Linked DNA regions of Nomascus leucogenys: region 1 is linked to region 2. A link is a contact called in public Hi-C data. All regions are on one chromosome and are shown on one strand. Each heading gives the region's core, a stretch centred on a gene start, on an enhancer-like site or on the middle of the called end of the contact. The rest is flanking DNA. Distances are from core to core; before and after follow the strand shown.

Region 1 (5,391 bases), core at 1,365-3,864, 190 kb before region 2:
AACCAGTACACTGTGCTGGGCCCTGGAAAATATGAAAATAACTAAGAGCTGAACTCTATCCTTATGGATTTCACCGTCTAGAAGGAGATAGACATGTAAGGAAATAATGAGCATACAGCACTATGAATGCAAAGTAGCAGAGAGGCCAGGACAGCTGAGCTGGAATCTGAAGAGCCAAGAGTTTTCATTGTAACGATTTGCTAAGACACCCCCTTATCCCCTCACCCTCCAACCAGTAAGCTCCTTAAGAGGGCATATTTGCTTAATCCTGTTTGTAGTCTCAGAATCTAGTACGCTGCCCAACACAGAGCAGGGGCTCTAAGCACTTCTTGAATGAACGGGCGAGCCTGCACTGTGACATATTAAGCCTACTCAAGAGTCATTCCACAAAGCAATCTTCTCCATAATTACTGCCAAGTGAGAATTGTGTGAAACGCCTGGAAAAGATCAAGCATTTACAAGTGATGATGTTCTTGAGGATGAAGAGGACATGTGCCTCTCAGGCACCCGAATGGCCGTGCTTGGTCGGTCCTGACCTCCTCTGCCCATCCACGTCCTCCAGCCCCCACCACACACAGTGGGTGGTTCACTGTTCCTCACACACCCTACACCCTGCCTCACCTCGGGGCTCTGCACAGCTGGTCACTGTGCCTGGAAAGTCCTCCCACCTGACACCCAAATGCCTCCCTCCTCCTTTCCTTTCAGGTGTTTGCCCAAATGTCACCCTCTCAGTGAGGCCTTTCTTGACCACCCGTTTAAAAATCTAATCTCCTTCACTGCTTTATTCTTTCTTTTTTTTTTTTTTTTTTTTTTTGCTTGTTTTGTGTTTTTTGAGATAGGGTCTTGCTCCGTCACCCAGGCTGGAGTGCAGTGGTGCGACCTCAGCTAGCTGCAACCTCCACCTCCCAGGTTCAAGAGATTCTCCTGCCTCAGCCTCCCAAGTAGCTGAGACTACAGGCACCTGCCACCAAACCCAGCTAATTTTTGTATTTTTAGTAGAGATGGCGTTTCACCACGTTGGCCAGGCTGGTCTCGAACTTCTGACCTCAAGTGATCCATCCGCCTCGGCCTCCCAAAGTGCTGGGATTACAGGCGTGAGCCACCATGCTTGGCCCTTTCCCTTTTATTTTTGGATTCATCATCATGAATCCAAAATGTCTCTAAAATGTGAATAAAATCTAACTTTAATGTGTCACTAATAGATGTTTCTATGTTTGTATGTAATTAAATCACTTTCCTGGATTTGGATTCATCATCATGAATCCAAAAATGTATTTATTTTCTTAATCCCCTTATTAGAATTTAAGCTCCCTAATGGAAGGAATGGGTCTCTTCTGTGCACTTCATTCCAGTACTTAGAAGAGTTCTTAGCACAAGCCAGCCTTCCCCACATTCTCCTTCACACACATGTGGTTTAATGAAGACTTCACTCATGTCTATGAAAGAAGACATGAGTGTGTCAAGTCTTCTGCATGCATGTAAAGGACCAGGGTTAAGAGCCAGGTGGGGCCAGAACACCTGGCCCATTTCCTGTCTCCACCCATTACCCCACTGTGTAACTTCTGACACGTTACTGAAGCTTTCAGACCCTCAACCTCCTCATCTGTAGAATGGGGATAATCACAGTATCCCTACTAGGAGTTATGAGAATTAAATGAGATTATGCATTTAAAAGAGGGCTTAGCACTGTGCTTGGTGCACACAGGCACTCAAAACATGTTAGCGACTAATACTGTTTTTATGAAAAGAGATCCTGATACACGCTCTAAGGAAAGTGATTTAATTACATACAAACATAGAAACATCTATTAGTGACACATTAAAGTTAGATTTTATTCACATTTTAGAGACAGGGTCTTGCTCTGTCACCTAGCCTGGAGTGCAGTGGTGCAATAATAGCTCACTGAACCCTCAACCTCCTGGGCTCAGTGATCCTCCCACCTCAGCCTCCTGAGTAGCAAGGACCACAGGTGTGTGCCACTTGCCCGGCTGATTTTTTTATTTTTTGTAAAGACAGGGTCTCACTCTGTTGCCCAGGCTGGTCTCAATCTCCTGGGCTCAAGTAACCTTCCCACCTCATCCTCCCCAGTTGCTGGGATTACAGATGTGAGCCACCATGTCCAGCCTCAAGTTGGCCTTTAGAGTAACTTATTGGGTAATAACCTCTGATTTTTAGTAATTACTTTATTCAAGTATGTGAAAAATCTCTCATAATTTTGCTTACTATCTCTCTCAAATTCTCATCTAGAAAAGTTTAAAAGGATACGAAAGTATTTGAAGAAGATTTTAAATTCCCTTTAACACGAAATGAATGAAAAAAATCAGTTTACATAAACCATGAAAGTAATAACTTAGCAAGAAAGAAGAGAAAGCTGCGCTGATAGGCAAGTCACTGCAAGTTTCGGACGGACTACTGTCTTGAAAGGAATTTACTTTATTAACCCACAATAAACTCAACTGAAATAGAGTTCCCCTTTTGAAATGTGGTTTCTCTTTCTCTAGAAGAAAACTAAAAACCATCTCTTTCAGGAGGCCTTTCTTCACCGACCCGCCCCTGGACATTCTTCTCACGGGGCCTCTTCCCCACCCATCACCATTCTTTGTGCCGCTTTGTGTGTGCTGCATAAACACGCACTCTCCCCTCCTCGGTTAGCTCACAGGAGTCGCGGGGCAGGGATAGCATTCTGCGCTACTTCTGTAATCCTACCTGGCTCAGGCTGGCCACTGAAACAGCAACTCCTGTGTGTAGAGAAGAACACAGATATTTATCATCTAAAACCTGGGAAAAGCTGGTATTGCCTCCAAAAGAGAGTGAAGGCGGGTCTCTATGAAGATGTCTGAATTGATCATGAAAGATTTACTCAGCAGTTATTTATTCAACAGCATTAATTTTATTTATTATTACTGTATCTTTTATTAAGTTCCGGGGTACATCTGCAGGCTGTGCAGGTTTGTTACGTAGGTAAACGTGGACCATGGTGGCTGGCTTCACCTACTAACCCATCACCTAGGTATTAAGTCCAGCACGTACTAGCTAATTTTTCCTGAAGCAGCATTAACTTTCAATAGCCACATAAAATCATTTACATCAGAGTTAACTGACATCAAGCTTTAAACCAAGGCCTGAAAAGAAAAGTGCCACAGTTTCTAAACCGTTCAGTTGGGCAACAAGAATTTTAATTTTTAAAAAATTAAACGTTAGCCTGGTGTGGTGGTTCATGCCTATAATCTTGGTACTTTGGGAGGCCTAGGAGGATCACTTAAGCCCAGGAGTTCAAGACCAGCCTGGGCAACAAAGTGAGACCCACCCCCCCATCTCTACAAAAAAATATAAAAATCAGCTGGGCATGCTGACACACACCTACGGTCCCAGCTACACGGGAGGCTGACACAGAAGGATTGCTTGAGCCCAGGAATTCAAGGCTGCAGTGATCTATGGTGGAGCCACTGCACTCTGGGATGGATGACAGAGTGACACTGTCTCAAAAAACAAACAGAAAACAAAAAAACAAATTAAACTTTGTTTTATTGTTAAAAATAAAACTCAGGCCAGGTGCAGTGGCTCCCAACTATAATCCCAGCAATTCGGGAAGCCTAGGAAGGTGGATCACCTGAGGTTGGGAGTTCGAGACCAGCTGATCAACATGGAGAAAGCCCATCTCTACTAAAATTACAAAATTAGCCAGGTGTGATGATTCATGCCTGTAATCCTAGCTACTCGGGAGGCTGAGGCAGGAGAATCACTTGAACCTGGGAGGGGGAGGTTATGGTGACCCACGATTGCACTCCAGGCTAGGCAACAAGAGTGAAACTCCATCTCAAAAAAAGATAAATAAAATAAAACTCACGGTCATACTAATAGTATTGAGATTAATAATGTGACGGTTAAGAGCATCACTGGCTGGTCTGAATCCCACCTCTGCCACTTAGCTGTTTAACACTGGACCAATTATTTAACTTTTTTGTGGCAGATTCCTTGTCTATAGAATAGGGATAAGCCTCACAAAGTTATTGTGAGGATTAAATGAATTTACAGATGAAATTACTAAAACTGAGCCTGGAACTCAACATATACTTAACAGTCTGAGCTGCAATCATTCACATTATAATAATTACTATTACAAATAATTTTCACCACTATCTCATCTTATTTCAGTACATTTCCAAAGAAGCAAAGGTACTTTAGATTTGATTTGTTATAATCTCTTATAATCTGGTCTCATATAAATTTCTGCATTTTGACAAGTAAAATGGAACAGCTCTTTGGGAGGCCAGGGTGGGTGGATCACCTGAGGTCAGAAGTTTGAGACCAGCCTGGCCAACATGGTGAAACCCCATCTCTACTAAAAATACAAAAATTAGCTGGGCTTGGTGGTGGGTGCCTGTAAATCCCAGCTACTTGGGAGGGTGAGGCAGGAGAATTGCCTGAACCTGGGAGGTGGAGGTTGTAGTGAGCCAAGATTGCACCATTGCACTGCAGCCTGATCAACAGAGCAAGATTCTGTCTTAAAAAAAAAAAAAAAAGAAAAAGAAAAAGAAAAAGGAACAGCTCCATTGGGTTTAATTACAATTCCTTCTCACATTCATTTTAAAGCTTCAAGAAAATGGCTGTTTCAACACTGGGTCTGCTTTTCTACTTAGGTGTTCTGAAAGGATTTATTGAAAACCCCAAATTGGCTGGAACATTCCTGCCGCTTACCTTTCAGCAGAGTAACTGTGAGTCAGTATGGTGGATATCCATTTGGTTTCAATTTGCTAATACACACAAACACTTCACTGTACAATCAATGGCAACAGGATCACAGGGATCTAAAAGCACATTGTTTCTGCTCCTTGATTTTTCTGTTCTACTTTTAACTCTGTAGTGACTGAGTTTCTTGTCCCCCTCAAGAAACACCTATCAATTTGTTGAGAGAATCCCAAAAAATTAGTTGCTATTAATTTTTCTGTAAAACATAACACGGTAGAATCAAATTAGTCTTCTTAGTCGGCTCGGGCTGCCATAATAGTAATAATACCAGATGGGGTGCCTTAAACAATAGAAATTTGTTTTCTCACAGTTCTGTAGGCTGGAATGTCCAAGATAGGAGTGCCAGCTGATCTGCTTCCCAGCAAGGGCCCTCTTCCTGGCATCCAGATGGCCACATTCTCATTGTACCTCACATGGTGAGGACAGTTCCAGTGTCTCTTCCTCTTTATTATTTTATTATTATTTTTTTTTTTTTGAAAGAGAGTTTCGCTCTTGTTGCCCAGGCTGTAGTGCAATGGCCCGATCTCGGCTCACTGCAACCTCCGCCTCCTAGGATCAAGGAATTCTCCTGCCTCACCCTCCTGAGTAACTGGGATTACAGGCACCTACCACCACTCTCGGCTAATTTTTTTTGTATTTTT
Region 2 (5,642 bases), core at 240-2,739:
AGCCAAAGTGCTTTACAGTGTGCCTGGCATAAAACAAACTCTGAGAACATTTTTTAAAAAATCCCTTCAAGATAGGAAGTATTATTCCTTCCCCCTCATTTCATAGATGGGGCAATTAAGGCTCAGAAAGGCACGTCGCTTGTCCAGGATCTTGGAGCGGTGGAATTAGGATAGGGCATTCTGGACCACAATAAACACCTGAGCGTTTAGCTGCTGTGTTCTGAGCTCCCACAGCACTTTTTATTACAACACAAACTTTATTTACATCACACTCCACTTCCCCATCCTTCACTAAAATATGAGCTCTTCAAGAGCAGGGACTCTATTTTTGCTACCTCAGTACTTAGCGATACACACACAGACTATGAGGAAAAAGTTTCTGACAAACCATCAATGCACTCACGACTGAACCTACCGTGGCAAATTGCAGTGGGATAGAAGAGCTTTATCTGAATTGGTTACTGAGATGCAGACCTACTATTTTGGGAACAATTTGTTTTTGCTGTTGAAACCCAGAATGCAAGTCTTCTTTTTACCTTTACTTTGCTTAAAAAGTTATTCCATAATTATAAACTGCGTAAAACTAGAAGAATGCCCTTGCATTCAACTAAAACTGAAAAGTGTTTTAAATTTCCAGTCAGGCACATTGAAGGCCTTGTGACTTTATTGATTTTTGTTTTTTAAAGGGAGGACCTGCCAATTTACTAATCTTAATAGAGCTGTAACAGGAGAGTATAAATAAAAAGATAATTCAGAGAAAATTTACTGAAATTAAGTTTGGATTAAAGTCATCTGGCTCTTTTAAGGAAAAAGGACATTAACCAAAAGTGGCGTTAACTATCAACAATATTTACCATTCTCCCACTCAGTAGATACATACGACATTTGGTAAATTGTTTAACTTCCGTGGAACAATCCCCTCATATGTAAACTCAGGAGGTTGGACTACATGATAAGTGTCCTTTATGTTTCCACCTCTTCGTGACCGGGATGTAGGTGAGGAAGGGGCAAAAAAGCGATCCCGGTCTTGGCTCCTTCTTCCGCCACGGGCCGGAGCTGACACCCCCACGGAAAACCGCACAGCGCCTCCGCTCTTTCTCCACAGGCTCAGAGATCAATGCACTTCCGCATAGGCCTAGGGCCCCACGTTCCGCGATAAGCGCCGGAAGCGCACAGCATGCTGGGATTTGTAGTCCTCCATCTGTGGTCGGCAGCTGTTTAGAACGCGAGGTCTAGTTGGCATTCTGGGATACATAGTTCCTGGGCGGGTGGGGGGCGGATTCGTTCGTGTAATCTATTTTTGGCTTAAAGAGCCAGAAGCGACACCACAGACTCCGGTGGGTCACATGACTCCAGTCTAGCGTGTAGATCGCACTGCGGCTCCCGCCCAGGCGAGTTCTCGGCCCCGCGCGGCCGTTGCCGAGGAGACGGCGCATGTCCCGCCGCGCGTTGCCCCCTCTGCAGTCCCCCCGCCCCTCTTCTCCCACCACAATGAGATCCTAAGATGGCGGTGGCTGCGGCGGTTGGCGCTGCGTAGCTGAGGTCGAAAAGGCGGCCATTGGGGCCAAGGCAGCCAGGAAACGTGTGGGCCTCCCTGCTGCGGTCTCCGAGGGCTGACCGCTGCCGGTGGCGGGTCGTGGAGGCTGACTGCCGCTCTGCCTTTGACAGGAGAGGCTGCTCCTTGTAGAGGTAATGCCTGCGCGTCCCCAGCCCTTGGCAACTGAGGGCGGCGCGCCCCAGGGGCGGGAGAGTAACGGCTCCGGGACAGTTGGCCCTGTTGGGTCTGGCCACGGGCGCACGCGTCCTTGGTAGGCTCCCGGGTCTTTCTGCCCCGGGCTTCCCGTGCCCTAGGCGGTCAGTCCGCCCCCTCCCTCAGGACCGACCTCCGGGATTCCCGGGTGAGCACCTCGGGACGCGTTGGTGATTGCAGGACCCCCTTGCCTCCTCGCCCCTCTTGCTGGCCCTGCCGGGGAGGCTGTCTTGCGTCCCGGTGGCTCCGGGAATGCCCCTTGCGGGCGGAGGAAGCGGAGGGGGGACTCTGGTTTGGGTGCCAGGGGCACTGGGTCGAGTTCTCAGAGAAACAGGCCTTGGTGGCCGTAGTTCTTCCCCGCGTTCCCTCCGATTTTATTCTGTGGAGCTCTCGGTGTCCAGAGTTTGGGGTGCAGAAGGGCGGACGAGGAGCGACGCGACTCTGAGGAGTTGCAGTCGAGCTGTGAGCTGCAGGACTTCCGCCGTCTCTGGTGCTGTGGGAGCCGACCGGCCGGGGGAGGCGTTCCTGGGAATGTTAATGGAGTAATTATTGCCCCTTCTTTCTCCCTTCCTGCAGATGTAGTTAGAATTGGGCCTAGAGCCGGGAAAGACTAAATGCCCAGTGGGACTGGGGGAAACGTTGCTTGGTTTGCAGAAACTGGCGTTTGGGGGTTAGGCCCCGCCGGGGAGGCTGGGCGCGCCAATTTTGCATCCCTCAGCCTACTCTCCAGGAACTCGCCTGGTTTATTTATTTATTTTTTTTGACCGAGTTGAGGTCTGTATCGTGTGTCTTACGGGTGACGGTTCGTGTTTGGGCGCTGAAAGAAGCGAGCTTTCCGGGCGCCCCTACCACCCCCGCCCCATAACCGCTTTCCAGACTCCGCCTGCTGGTGTTCTCTGGTTACCGGAGTGGGTGTTGCGGAGCTTCGGGTGCACCTGCTCCTTTCTTTCCCTAGCACCTTCCTGGTGAGGGCCACTGAACACCAATATAACACAGAGTTTTTGAATTGAAGATAAACCTGGTATTTATGTAGTGACGAGGTTATTTTATTATGAAGTACAGTAGCTTTTAAATGAGCAAACGTTTTTTAAATCATGTGATATACCAGGTTGTTAAATAGTTTGAGTAATAGGAAGCTCGATCAATCAGAGGAGTAAACTTTGTCATAGACTATTAAAGGATACTTAGGACTAACTATCTTTGTTATACTGTTCGGAAGTAGATATCACTTTGCTGTTTGGTAGGATTTCAAAAGTTTGGAGGATTTAAGCCTTTATGGATATCACAGTATTTTCCAAAAGAATTGAGGTAACTTAAATTTAAAATATGGGTAAGTTGTATTTTTCCCCTTCTTTTTATCTTTCTAGACATATTTTAGACCAAAACTGTAGTATTTGTTATTGTGTATTTCATAGTGTAAGTAATTCACTTAAGTGATATATATCTTTAATCCTAAGCAGGAAACACCTTTGAAGTGTGGAGCGGGAAAGGAGCAGTTTCTGAGCTGCAAAAACTAGTTTCTAAACAGGGAATTTGACATTATCTGTATTCTTTGTATTAGAGTTGGAGAAGACTTTATGGTGGACACTGCTATCACAATTACAGTGCATGACTGAGGACCCTGTCTGCTTAGTAAACAAACTTTCTGGGTCCACCGCCCTGTTTGCTCTGCTTTTCGGCCTGCTGCTTTGTCCTGCCCTTATATCTTTGTTAGGAAAGGCGTCATTCCTAAATATTAAGTACTAGAATGGTTTATGCAGTACCGTCTGAAATTTATTTGTCTTCACAGAATTTTTTCAACCTGTTTGAATTTGTCCTGTAAGTGGATAGCCTCTCTTTCCAAATCCATTTAATCTCAAGTTCTCTTCTACAACATTCCTGTTAATTGGCTGTTCATGAACTCTACTTTTTGAACTTGTTATACCTTGACCGAAGTTTAGTTGTCTAAAATTACTTTATTATTATTTTTTGTACTTCGATCTCCCTTTCCTGGTATAAAGTTATTTTAAACATTGCTTTTAGCGCATAGTGCATTGTCACATGCAAGTGACATAATGATATTCTCTGTCCAGCAGAATAAAGTCAGTGTTGTAGAATGAAAGTTCGCTAGAAGTTCAATAATTGTTTGCAAAGGGCAGTTTGGAAAAATGGCTAAAAGATTATTAGAAGTTTGTTAAAAGCTTTTAAGAAATAATTGCTCTTCAGAAAAAACCTCAGAAATAAATAATCTAAATTTAATTCTACTCTTAAAATTTTAAGAAAGTTCATTTTGAAAGTTTTATAGAGGCCAGGCGCGGTGGCTCACGTTTGTAATCCCAGTACTTTGGGAGGCTGAAGCCGGCGGATCACGAGGTCAGCAGATCGAGACCACGGTGAAACCCCGTCTCTACTAAAAAATACAAAAAATTAGCCGGGCGTGGTGGCGGGCGCCTGTAGTCCCAGCTACTCGGAGAGGCTGAGGCAGGAGAATGGCGTGAACCCGGGAGGCGGAGCTTGCAGTGAGCCGAGATTGAGCCACTGCATTCCAGCCTGGGCGACAGAGCGAGACTCCGTCTCAAAAAAAAAAAAAAAGAAAGTTTGATAGAAATTGGCTGGGCACAGTCGCTCACGCCTGTAATCCCAGCACTTTGAGAGGCCGAGGTGGGTGGATGACGAGGTCAGGAGATCGAGACCATCCTGGCTAACGTGGTGAACTCCATCTCTACTAAAAATACGAAAAAGATTAGCCAGGCGTGGTGGCGGGCACCTGTAGTCCCAGCTACTCCGGAGGCAGAGGCAGGAGAATGGCGTGAACCTGGGAGCGGGAGGTTGCACTGAGCCGAGATTGTGCCACTGCACCCCAGCCTGGGCAACAGAGTGAGACTCTGTCTCAAAAAAAAAAAAAAGAAACAAATCAATATATATTCTTGCTTTCTACAAAAGCAGACAGATTTTTGTTTTATAGCTCTCCTATGAAGATGTGAAATGAGACTCTCATGAAAAATACAAATAGTTGATGTATATCTTAATTATAATGTTCAGTGGGGTTTTTTTTTTTTTTTGAAGTGGAAGACCAGCAAAACGGCAAGAAAAATGGAACTCAAGGGAAAGGTCACATGTGAGTGTGTGTATTAGAGTTGTTAATACTAGAGTGATTGCTGTATGGTGGGCTTTAGTAAAATAAACAATAAATACAAAATTAGTTATATAATTTTCCTTTTAGCACATTGGGGAAGATGATGGATAAGACGAATAAAAATAAAGGGTAATTGAGTTAACTTAAATTGGAAGACCTGGGTTTTTTCAATAGATTTGACCATTTTTTTCTGAAGGAGGAAAGTGGATTTGAGACTTGGAGAAACTAGTAAGGCTGTGAGATTCACAGTACAGAACTAAGAAGACAACCAGAGATACATAGCAGTACTTTCATTTTTACAGATTTGAGTGCCCTTCAACATGCTATGTAATGACTAAAGTACTAGAGATACAACAGTGTGCAAAAGAGACAGGGTGCCTTTCCTCGTGGAGTAAACTTACATTTTAAAAGTATGTGTATATAGAGTGTAGTATACCTTAATAGTGATCACAGTCAATGCCATTTTATGATGATTTCCCCACTTTTTTGACAGCTTGAGAATAAAAGCAGAGAAAACAGATAGTGGAGTTTAGCCAGAATTGAGTTGACACAGTAGGCAAGTAGGTGAGGAAGTGAAGGATGGTAGCTAGCAAGGCATTTTTGCAATGACTTACTTGGGTTTGGGTTTGAGTAAAGAATCAAGGGATTGATGGATTTAGGGAGAGAGAAACGATCAGGGGGCTGGTAGTATTCAGGAAGGCTAATAGCAGTTTCAGCAGGAATAAAGTGACAGAAGTAGAATGCAAAAACTTATTATCAGAAAGAGGAACTTCAGAA

What was found. Hi-C and Micro-C count contacts between places; a contact is called where the count stands out from the background.
Region 1: a contact with region 2 is called in a Hi-C map of a lymphoblastoid cell line, with 4 times the contacts expected there. The contact joins the enhancer-like site here to the promoter of PCM1 in region 2. A contact is called at or near these places in 2 of 4 Hi-C or Micro-C datasets (both in a lymphoblastoid cell line).

Annotation. Positions count from the first base shown.
Region 1 is chr4:133,951,299-133,956,689 of Asia_NLE_v1, reverse strand. All of the region lies in intron 3 of MTUS1 (microtubule-associated tumor suppressor 1), which reads right to left. Among named protein-coding and RNA genes, the nearest start is that of MTUS1, 64 kb to the right of the region's middle. Within about 2 kb of position 2,614, the one cell type or tissue checked has an H3K27ac peak away from gene starts, as active enhancers do. A contact at or near this core is called in a lymphoblastoid cell line, where this site is marked.
Region 2 is chr4:133,763,816-133,769,457 of Asia_NLE_v1, reverse strand. PCM1 (pericentriolar material 1 protein) reads left to right here and starts at 1,489. Exons shown (of 39, transcript XM_030812300.1): 1 at 1,489-1,689. It overlaps LOC105737578 (a long non-coding RNA gene), which reads right to left and starts at 1,119. Exons shown (of 3, transcript XR_001113264.2): 1 at 976-1,119.